Linked DNA regions of Sus scrofa: region 1 is linked to region 2. Evidence: chromatin contacts called from public HiChIP or PLAC-seq data. All regions are on one chromosome and are shown on one strand. Each heading gives the region's core, a stretch centred on a gene start, on an enhancer-like site or on the middle of the called end of the contact. The rest is flanking DNA. Distances are from core to core; before and after follow the strand shown.

Region 1 (4,058 bases), core at 1,301-3,800, 180 kb after region 2:
ATGAGAGGAGTGCCAGGGTGGAGAATCCCTGTGCTATAAAATAACCAGCTTTTGGAGTCCCCATTGTGGTTCAGCAGTAATGAACCTGACTAGTATCCATGAGGATGCGGGTTTAATCCCTGGCCTTGCTCAGTGGGTTAAGGATCCAGTGTTGCCGTGAGCTGTGGTGTAGGTCGAAGACGTGGCTCGGATCTGGCATTGCTGTTGCTGTGGCTATGGCGTCAATTCAGTCTTGCTGCAGATCAGCTTCAGCTTTTGTTTCTTTATTAGAAAGCTGGCATAATTAGTTATACATTGTATGCTTGAGGTATTTTGCTGGGTACCTTCTTCGCTGTGGTTTTCTGTAATAGTAAGCCCTTTTTTAATTTTTTTTTTTTTTTGGCTTTTTGTTTTTTAGGGCCACACTTGCGGCGTATGGAAGTTCCCAGGCTAGGACTCCAATGGGAGCTGTAGCTGCCGGCCTATGCCACAGCCACAGTAACACGGGATCTGAGCCGAGTCTGTGATCTACACCACAGCTCATGGCAACACCAGATCCTTAACGCACTGTATGAGGCCAGGGATCGAACCTATGTCCTCATGGATGCTAGTTGGGTTCGTTAACCACTGAGCCATGGCAGGAACTCCTGTAATAGTAAGCCTTTGGCATATGGCGGGGTTCCCAGGCTAAGGGTCTAATCGAAGCTACAGCTGCCAGCCTACACCACAACCACAGCAGTGTGGGATCAGAGCCTCGTCTGCAACCTATGCCACAGTTCACAGCAATACCAGATCCTTATCCCACTGAGAGAGGCCAGGGATCAAACCTGCATCCTCATGGATACTAGTCGGGTCCATAGCCTCTGAGCCACAACAAGAACTCCTTTAAAAACTTTTATATTTAGGTGTTTTTTACAACTCTATTCTGAGCTTCTTTTGAGTTGGAAAAAAGAGGCTTGAGCCAGTATTGTAGTTCTGACCAATACTATGTTCGACGCTTTTATAAAGCATTTTTGTTATTGTTCACAACTCATGGGCCCTAGCCTCTAGTCCCTTTTCTGCTATGTTCCTAGTTATTCCCACCTTATACACTTTATTCACTCCCCATTCCTGCCATCCCTAAGTATATTACTTGGTACTAATACCTATTTAATTTGTTGTCTTCTTATTGGCTTCTGATTTGTTTTATATTATTCTGGACTTTCTCTCCTTGGAGACTTTCTTTGTCCATTTTGGATTATTTGCTCATATGCTCTGCATGCTTTTGAGTCCTCCATCCATACCGGTGACAGTGATGTCCAGAATCGAGTGCTTTAGGTCACTCCTCAACCATCCCCTAAAAGTCCAACTAAATCATTGATACGTTGATACTCTTGCTCTGAACTTGGTCCTCTTACAGGTTCTACATACTTTTTAATGGTTGGGTGACGGAGCTCTGGTGTCCAAAAGAACTTTCCAGAGTAATGGAAATGTTCTCTATATTGTGGCAGTGACTAATCACATGCAGTTGTTGAGCATTTGCAGTGTGGTTTATGTGACTGAGGAGCTGCATTTTAAATTTAATGAATTTAAATTAAAATGTGACTAGCCTCGTGTGGCTAGTGGCTGCCTATTGGACAGTGTAGGTGTATCACACAGCTGCACAAAATGTGGTCCCCAGACCAGCAGCATTGCCATCACCTGGGAGCAGAAATGCAGACTCTTGGGTGCCCCTGGCTCTGCTGAATTAGAGCTGCAGTTTGACAAGATCCTCAGGTGACTTCTGTGCACATTCGGGTTTGAGAAGCACTGATACATGGTTGTGCGTTGGAGTCACAGGGAATTTTTAAAACTATTGCCACTTGGACCCACCCTCAGGGATTCTGATTTAATTGGTATTAGGTGTGGTCTGGGTGTTGGGATTTTTTTAAAACATCCCCAGAGTGATTCTAATTACATTGCAAAGACTTAGCATATTCAAACTTCGTGTGTATCCACATGACGGGAGAATTTGGTAAAAATACAGAAGCCCAGCTCTTTCCTGCTTCAGCAGGTCTGGGTCTCTGTGTTCTTTATTAGCCCCCTTGACTCTGACATACACACTTGAGGTTTGTAAATCCCTGCTCTGAAAGATAGTTTCCTACTTCTTTGGAAACCATCACGTAAGCTAGAATGAAATGACTTGCTGACTTGAAAGAAAACTGATCTATGAGATCTTTCAGTCATATGACTGCGTGATTAATGAATACTTGTTTTTCACAAGGTATGCCACTTTCAGTGTTTGCTCAGTGTTTCCTGCTTGCAATTTTGGTGAATTCCTGGTCTCTAAAACAAGTTTTCCTCCCCCTTTTGATAGTTAGAAATATCATTCACCTTTTGCTTTTCAGAATTGCTAGGAGTTCTGCTCTCAACAGCTGGTAGCTTCCTGGTCAGCTTGCCAGTTCCTTAAGGTGCAGTCCTCTGGATCAGAATGTTCTAGGTACAGAAGTGTCTCACCGTCAAGAAAAGCCCAACCCCTGTTCCCCAACATAGCTCACAGTCAGTCAGTTCCAGCCTGTCAGCTGAGCGAGGCTGGCATGGAGGGGTGATTTCATGGTGTTTCTGGTACATTCAGATCCCAGCCCTTTCCAGACGTCAGGCTACGGAGTCAGGAGTGTTGCATTTGACCTAATTCTGACATGTGAGCTGGGAAGGGAATGGATAACGGGGTGACTCTTTTGCTTTCCTTCTTAAAAATGTGCTGTTACGGTTTATAGCAGCAAAACATTTTTGTTCTTGTGACAAAACTTTTGTAAGACTTTAAGTTTATTAGCTGTTTGTTTCTAGGAAACTGGATAAGAATTGATGAGGGTTTGGGAAATATGTTAGGAACAAATTCATTTCCCCCTGCAAAAATTAATTGTTATTAAAAACATGCCACCGACCTGTCTTCCTTCTCTGATTATCAACGTCAGTTTCAATCCTTGTGTTTCCTGCAATCAAAGTGCAGGTGGAAAGTGAAGTGCTGTGTGTTGCTTTTAACCTGTGACGATTTCAGGACTCCGCAGATCGGCAGTGTTTTGTGTGGCTGTCTCTGCCTAGATAATGAGAGGTTGGAAATCAAAAGTAATCAAATATGATGTGGGAAAGCAGACTTGTGTCTTACTGGGGCTTAAGTAGACTCTGTGTGGTCTCTCTGGCAGAAGTAGATAAGAAAGACTGAGACAAAAGAGCCCAGGAAAAGAGGGCTGTCTGAGCACTAGAAGGACGCAGGTTTGCAGCTGGTTCTCTTAAATGAGGACTAGTCCTAATAAGAAGTTGGGATCCCACTAAGTCGTGGGGAAACAAACTTGATAACCAGGACTTTCCTGGGGCACTCCTTTGCCGTGAACTTCAGAGGACCTTAGACAGAGAGGGGCTCTCTTAGTTTCACTTCAAGCAAGAATATAACTTCTTGGCAAACCGATGCCATGCTTGGAAGGAAAGGCTTGGAGGCCAATCCACAGTACATCGTTTCCTGCCTTGAAGGAGCTGGGGCCTCTGTGAGATCTTCTCTAAGAGCCCGCAGACTAGGATGCATTCTCGTGATACGAGTCAGCGGTGCTTAAGTTTGCCACGGTGAGCTGAGCGTGCACAAGCCCACCTCTCTCTTAGTCTCTTAATCATGCACACAGATTGCATTGAAAACTTGTTTCTTGTCGGTGGTGGGAATAAAAATCAGTCGCCCCCTGGGGCTTAGGTGGCAGTGGTGGTGAGAAGCACCTCTTTAAATATTCCTCTAGGCCCGTGTGACGGCTCTGGACCAGGGTGGTTAGTGTGGGAAGTAGTTGAGCATCACCACGATGTAGACAAAATCCAAAGCCTGGGAGATACCTCAAGGGCAAGGAGAAGGGGCTGGTTTTATAGCTCCAGGTGGCAAATTGAGAGAAAAGTATGGGAAAGATTTGGTCAAGAGGCATGAGACTTGCCCCCAGTTCTATGAAAGGCTGTCTGTTTCTGCCTGGCCTTTTGTTCCTTGCTTCATGATAGGCAAATGCTTAAAGAGAAAACTCAGAAAGGAAGCATGTGGAACTGATGACAGCCTCATCAGTAGAGAACTGGGCCCATTACAGGTGTTAACT
Region 2 (4,277 bases), core at 1,574-4,073:
GTAAAATAGTACAGCCACTCTGGCAAAGAGTTTGGCAGTTTCTTATGAAATTAAATTTACATATGATCTAGCAATCATACTCCTAGTCATTTTTACCCTAAAGAAATAAAAACCTGGTTCTCACAAAACCCTCTATGCAAATATTTACAGCAACTTTATTTATAATGACCAAAAACTGGAAACAACCTAAGTGTTCATTAACTGGTAAATGGATAAACCAACTGTGGTATAACCAAATAATGAAATACTACTCAGTCATAAAAAAGAATAGATAAACTAAACATAACATGAATGAATTACAGATGCATTATGTTAGGTGAAAGAAGCTGGATTTGAAAGGTTGCATACTGCATGATTCAATTTATATGAAATTCTGGAAAAGGCAAAATTATAAGGACAGAAAACAAATCCCTGGTTGCCAGGGGTTAGGGCTGGGGAAAGAGGCTGACAATCAAGGGGAATGAGGGAATTCTGGAGGTTGATTGTGGTGGCAGTTATATAACTACATATGTATTTGTTAAAATCTATAGAAATGTTCACTGAAAAGAATAAATTTTACTGTATTTAAATTATACAATAAATCTAAAAACAAAACTGCAACTAAAAACATAGCATAAGCAAAAATACTAAAAACATCATTGTACAACTACAGGTGTGATAAATTCATTGAGTAATAAAAAAAAATAAAGCACAAAAAAACCTAAAACAAATATTTATTGAGTACCTACCATGTGTAGGTGCACTGTTATGAACTTCTCTGATAAGAGTGATGTAGAATAATTAGTTCAGTGTACTATAATGAGGACATAATTATGGTATAGGCATGGATTCTGCCTTCCGGTTGCCTAAGACATGGATATAAGTAATGATACAACAGGATAAAATTAAGTGTCAAGAGAGAGGCATAAGCAAAATATCACAGGATTTCAGAGTCAGGAGAGAATATCAAATGCTGGAGAAACCAGAGAAGTCTTCATGGAAGAGATGGCATTTGAGTTGAGTGCTGATGACAGGAAGTGGTGATTTTCTTGTCCAGGTAAACAATATTTTATCAGAAAATTTTCTCATGCAATTTCTTTTTGATCCTTCTAACAACCTTGGGAGGCTGGATGGAAGTGGGGAAAGTACCATTAATACCAGTTTCAGTTAAATTAAAAGGTCAAGTTCCTTTCCCAGTACTTGGGTGGCAAAGCCAAGCCTTGAACTCAGGTTTTCTGAGAGTTTGGTTCACACTCTGTTCCCAGATGGTACACCCATCCAGAAAAAAACTTCTTCCTTCTCATGAGAGAGAGAGAGAGAGAGAGAAAGAGAGAGAGAAAGAAAGAAGAAGGAGGAGGAGAAGGAAAAGAAGGAGGCAGGGAAGGAGGGATTTCCACCTTAGGATCTCTCCAAGACAATGGCCTATCTGGCCATTGAGAATACCCTACATGGCTAATATGCATATTTGAGTCTTTCCTGCATATGGAATGAGAGCCAGAAGAGGTGAGATTTCCTGTGGCATTTGTTTAAACTCATGGCTTAAAGATCTCAAAATACCTTTTATAAATACTAAGAAAAAAAAAAGCCTTGAAAGTTACAAGGTTAATATGGATAGCCTCAAATGTATGGCCATGTACATAAGCCTGAAATTGTTTGAGATGCAACCCCAGGCCTTATAAGGCATATTACTCTTGAAGGGGATCAGCTCCCCCAAAGAACTCTGAAGCTATTCCAGGAAGCCTCCTTGTGACCTGAAGGAGGACACCTATTCATACACATCATCTGGAGAGCCGTGACCCACAGAGCCTGTTATCTATCATTCCTTCCCACGTGTGAGAGTTCAATGGGAACACACCAGGCTCCTTGCTCTGGAGGCTATCTATGCGCTAACCATTAGGCTAGCGACCACCTCCCTCTAGGGAAGAAACATTACCAGGCTTCTACACTTTGCTGCTATCTCAATCCTTTTTTTCACTGCTAACTTAAAAACCTGAGGTGTTCCCATTGTGGCTCAGTGGAAACAAACCACATAACTAGCATCCATGAGCACGTAGGTTCGATCCCTGGCCTCACTTGGTGGGTTAAGGATTCAGCGCTGCTGGGGGCTGTGGTGGGTTACAGATGTGGCTCAGATCTGGCATTGCTGTGGCTGTGGCGCTGGCCTATGCCATAGCCACAGCAGTGAAGGATCCGAACCACGTCTACAACCAATACCACAGCTCATGGCAACACCAGATCCTTAACCCACTGAGTAAGGCCAGGAATTGAACCTGCATCCTCGTGGATACTAGTTAGGCTTTTAACCCACTGAGCAGCAACAGGAACTCCTGAGTTTTGTTGTTGTTGTTGTTGTTGTTGTTGTTGTTGTTTTATGTTGAGTACTGTGAGCTGTTTATATATGTTGGATATGCCCTCACCAGTCATGTCGTTTGCAAAAACTTTCTCCTATTCCGTAGGTTGCCTTTTCATTTTGTCAACGGTTTCCTTTATTGTGCAAAGGTTTTTCAAGTTTAATTAAGACCCATTTATTTATAACTCTTATTATCCCCATTTTATAGGTGAGGAGACTGAGGTTTATCAGAGAGTTCAGTGATTTGTCCTTATCCATCAGCCAGTAAGTAATGGAGCCAGGATTCAAACCCAGGCTTTCAGGCTCAGAACCTATGCCCTTAACCACTGTGATCACATCCCTGGCTGACCCAAGCCCACTGGCGGGAGGAATGGGGAGATCAAAGGAGCAGGGTGCCTATAAACAGTTTTTAAATCATCTGGGACAGAGTCTTCCACATCCAGCTCAACACCAGGCAACAGGAACATCAAGAAAGGCAACAGGAAAGAAAGATGATCTAGGTTGGGAGGCCAAGAGGCCCTTTAGGGTCACAGTTAATCCAGCCCTGAGATTTCAGAACACAAATGCACTGAGGATCTAGCCAGCATCAGACCCACATTTCCTGTTGAGACTCTCCAAGCACCTTCCCCCCAAATCATCACAGACACAGACAGGATAGGAAAGCTGGGTAGGATGACTTTCCCAGAACAAACAAGCAGCAAATACATCAGAAGGGAAATGTCTGTGTTTAGTCCTTTAGTTCTTCCATTCAGCTCCACTCTATTTTTAGGGTCCCTCTTTAACACAATGCATATCTATTTTCAGAAGAAGGGAAACCCCTATGTGTGGAACCAGAGGAGGGTTTCTGCAGGTTTTCCAAGGTGCCACAGTTTGATAGCATGCTCCGCCTATCTGTTAATGAGCGCGGCAAGTGTTATCACCTCAAAGCACCCGAGACAAGGGTACCCCCAGTTCTGAGCACTGTAAATGGGCTACCCAGAAGCTCCCAACTGGACAGCACGTAAGTGCCTCACCCCATAATCAGGCTGAGCTGCCTGTAAAGTAACTGCTACCACATTCCTCTCTTAAAGAGGCCTGACTCCAAAGAGCTTGGCTGGGGCCTGGGCGGCAAGAGGTGCCAAGTGCCTGCCGTTCCCAGGGAGGCACGTGCGTGTGACCAGGGTGGTGGACACATAAGCCAGGGTAGGTCATCTGAACAGCGTGGAGAAGTGAGTGATCATTGCTAAAATAGTCTGCAAGGGACTCCAAAAAGTTGCCACGCCTCAGCGTTCTCTAGTACATGGTAGCAATACTCAACCATTCAGCAAGGGCTTGAGCCAGCTTCCAGAAAGAACCAGAGGGTAGCACGTGGGGATTTAGTGCCAGAAATAGTAGACCAAGGTGACTTTGATCTGGGGAAGTGGGCCAGGCAGTGCTGTGCAGTGGCTGGGGGCATCTAGACTTAGCCACTCACTAGTTGCGTAGTCTGAGGCCATTTATTTAAACTCTCTAAGCCTCCATTTCTTCATCTATATATAAAGTGGAGATAATAGCCATCACCTCACAAATCAAAGAAGATAATACTTAAAAGTTCTTAACAGAATGCCTGGCACGAAGCACAGCCCTGAGTGTGGGCCACTAAATCTTGCACCTTCCACAGGATTTGACTGCTTCCACAACTCAGAAGAATGAAGTGTGGCCCTCTTTTGTACCTCAATTTCTCTAGAAATAAAAGAGTATTCTTGGGAGTTCCCGTTGTGGTTAAGGGGAAATAAATCTGACTAGTATCCATGAGGATGCAGGTTCAATACCCAGTCTCGCTCAGTGGGTCGGAGATCTGCCGTTGTTGTGAGCTGTGGTTTAGATCACAGATGTGGCTCGGATCTGGTCTTGCTCTGCCCATGGTGTAGGCTGGCAGCTGCAGGTCTGATTCGACCCCTTAGCCTGGGAACCTCCATATGCCACAAGA

What was found. HiChIP or PLAC-seq counts read pairs in DNA pulled down with a chosen protein or histone mark.
Region 1: a contact with region 2 is called in an H3K27ac HiChIP or PLAC-seq map of skeletal muscle. The contact joins two enhancer-like sites. A contact is called at or near these places in 1 of 47 Hi-C or Micro-C datasets (epiblast stem cells) and 1 of 2 datasets of contacts at active chromatin or transcription factors (skeletal muscle).

What each region holds. Positions count from the first base shown.
Region 1 is chr7:89,092,726-89,096,783 of Sscrofa11.1, forward strand. The region is part of intron 4 of FNTB (farnesyltransferase, CAAX box, beta); the gene reads left to right. Among named protein-coding and RNA genes, the nearest start is that of FNTB, 42 kb to the left of the region's middle. Within about 2 kb of position 2,551, at least 11 of the 83 cell types and tissues checked have an H3K27ac peak or open chromatin away from gene starts, as enhancers often do. A contact at or near this core is called in skeletal muscle, where this site is marked.
Region 2 is chr7:88,907,583-88,911,859 of Sscrofa11.1, forward strand. The region is part of intron 1 of SPTB (spectrin beta chain, erythrocytic); the gene reads right to left. Among named protein-coding and RNA genes, the nearest start is that of SPTB, 45 kb to the right of the region's middle. Within about 2 kb of position 2,824, at least 6 of the 83 cell types and tissues checked have an H3K27ac peak or open chromatin away from gene starts, as enhancers often do. A contact at or near this core is called in skeletal muscle, where this site is marked.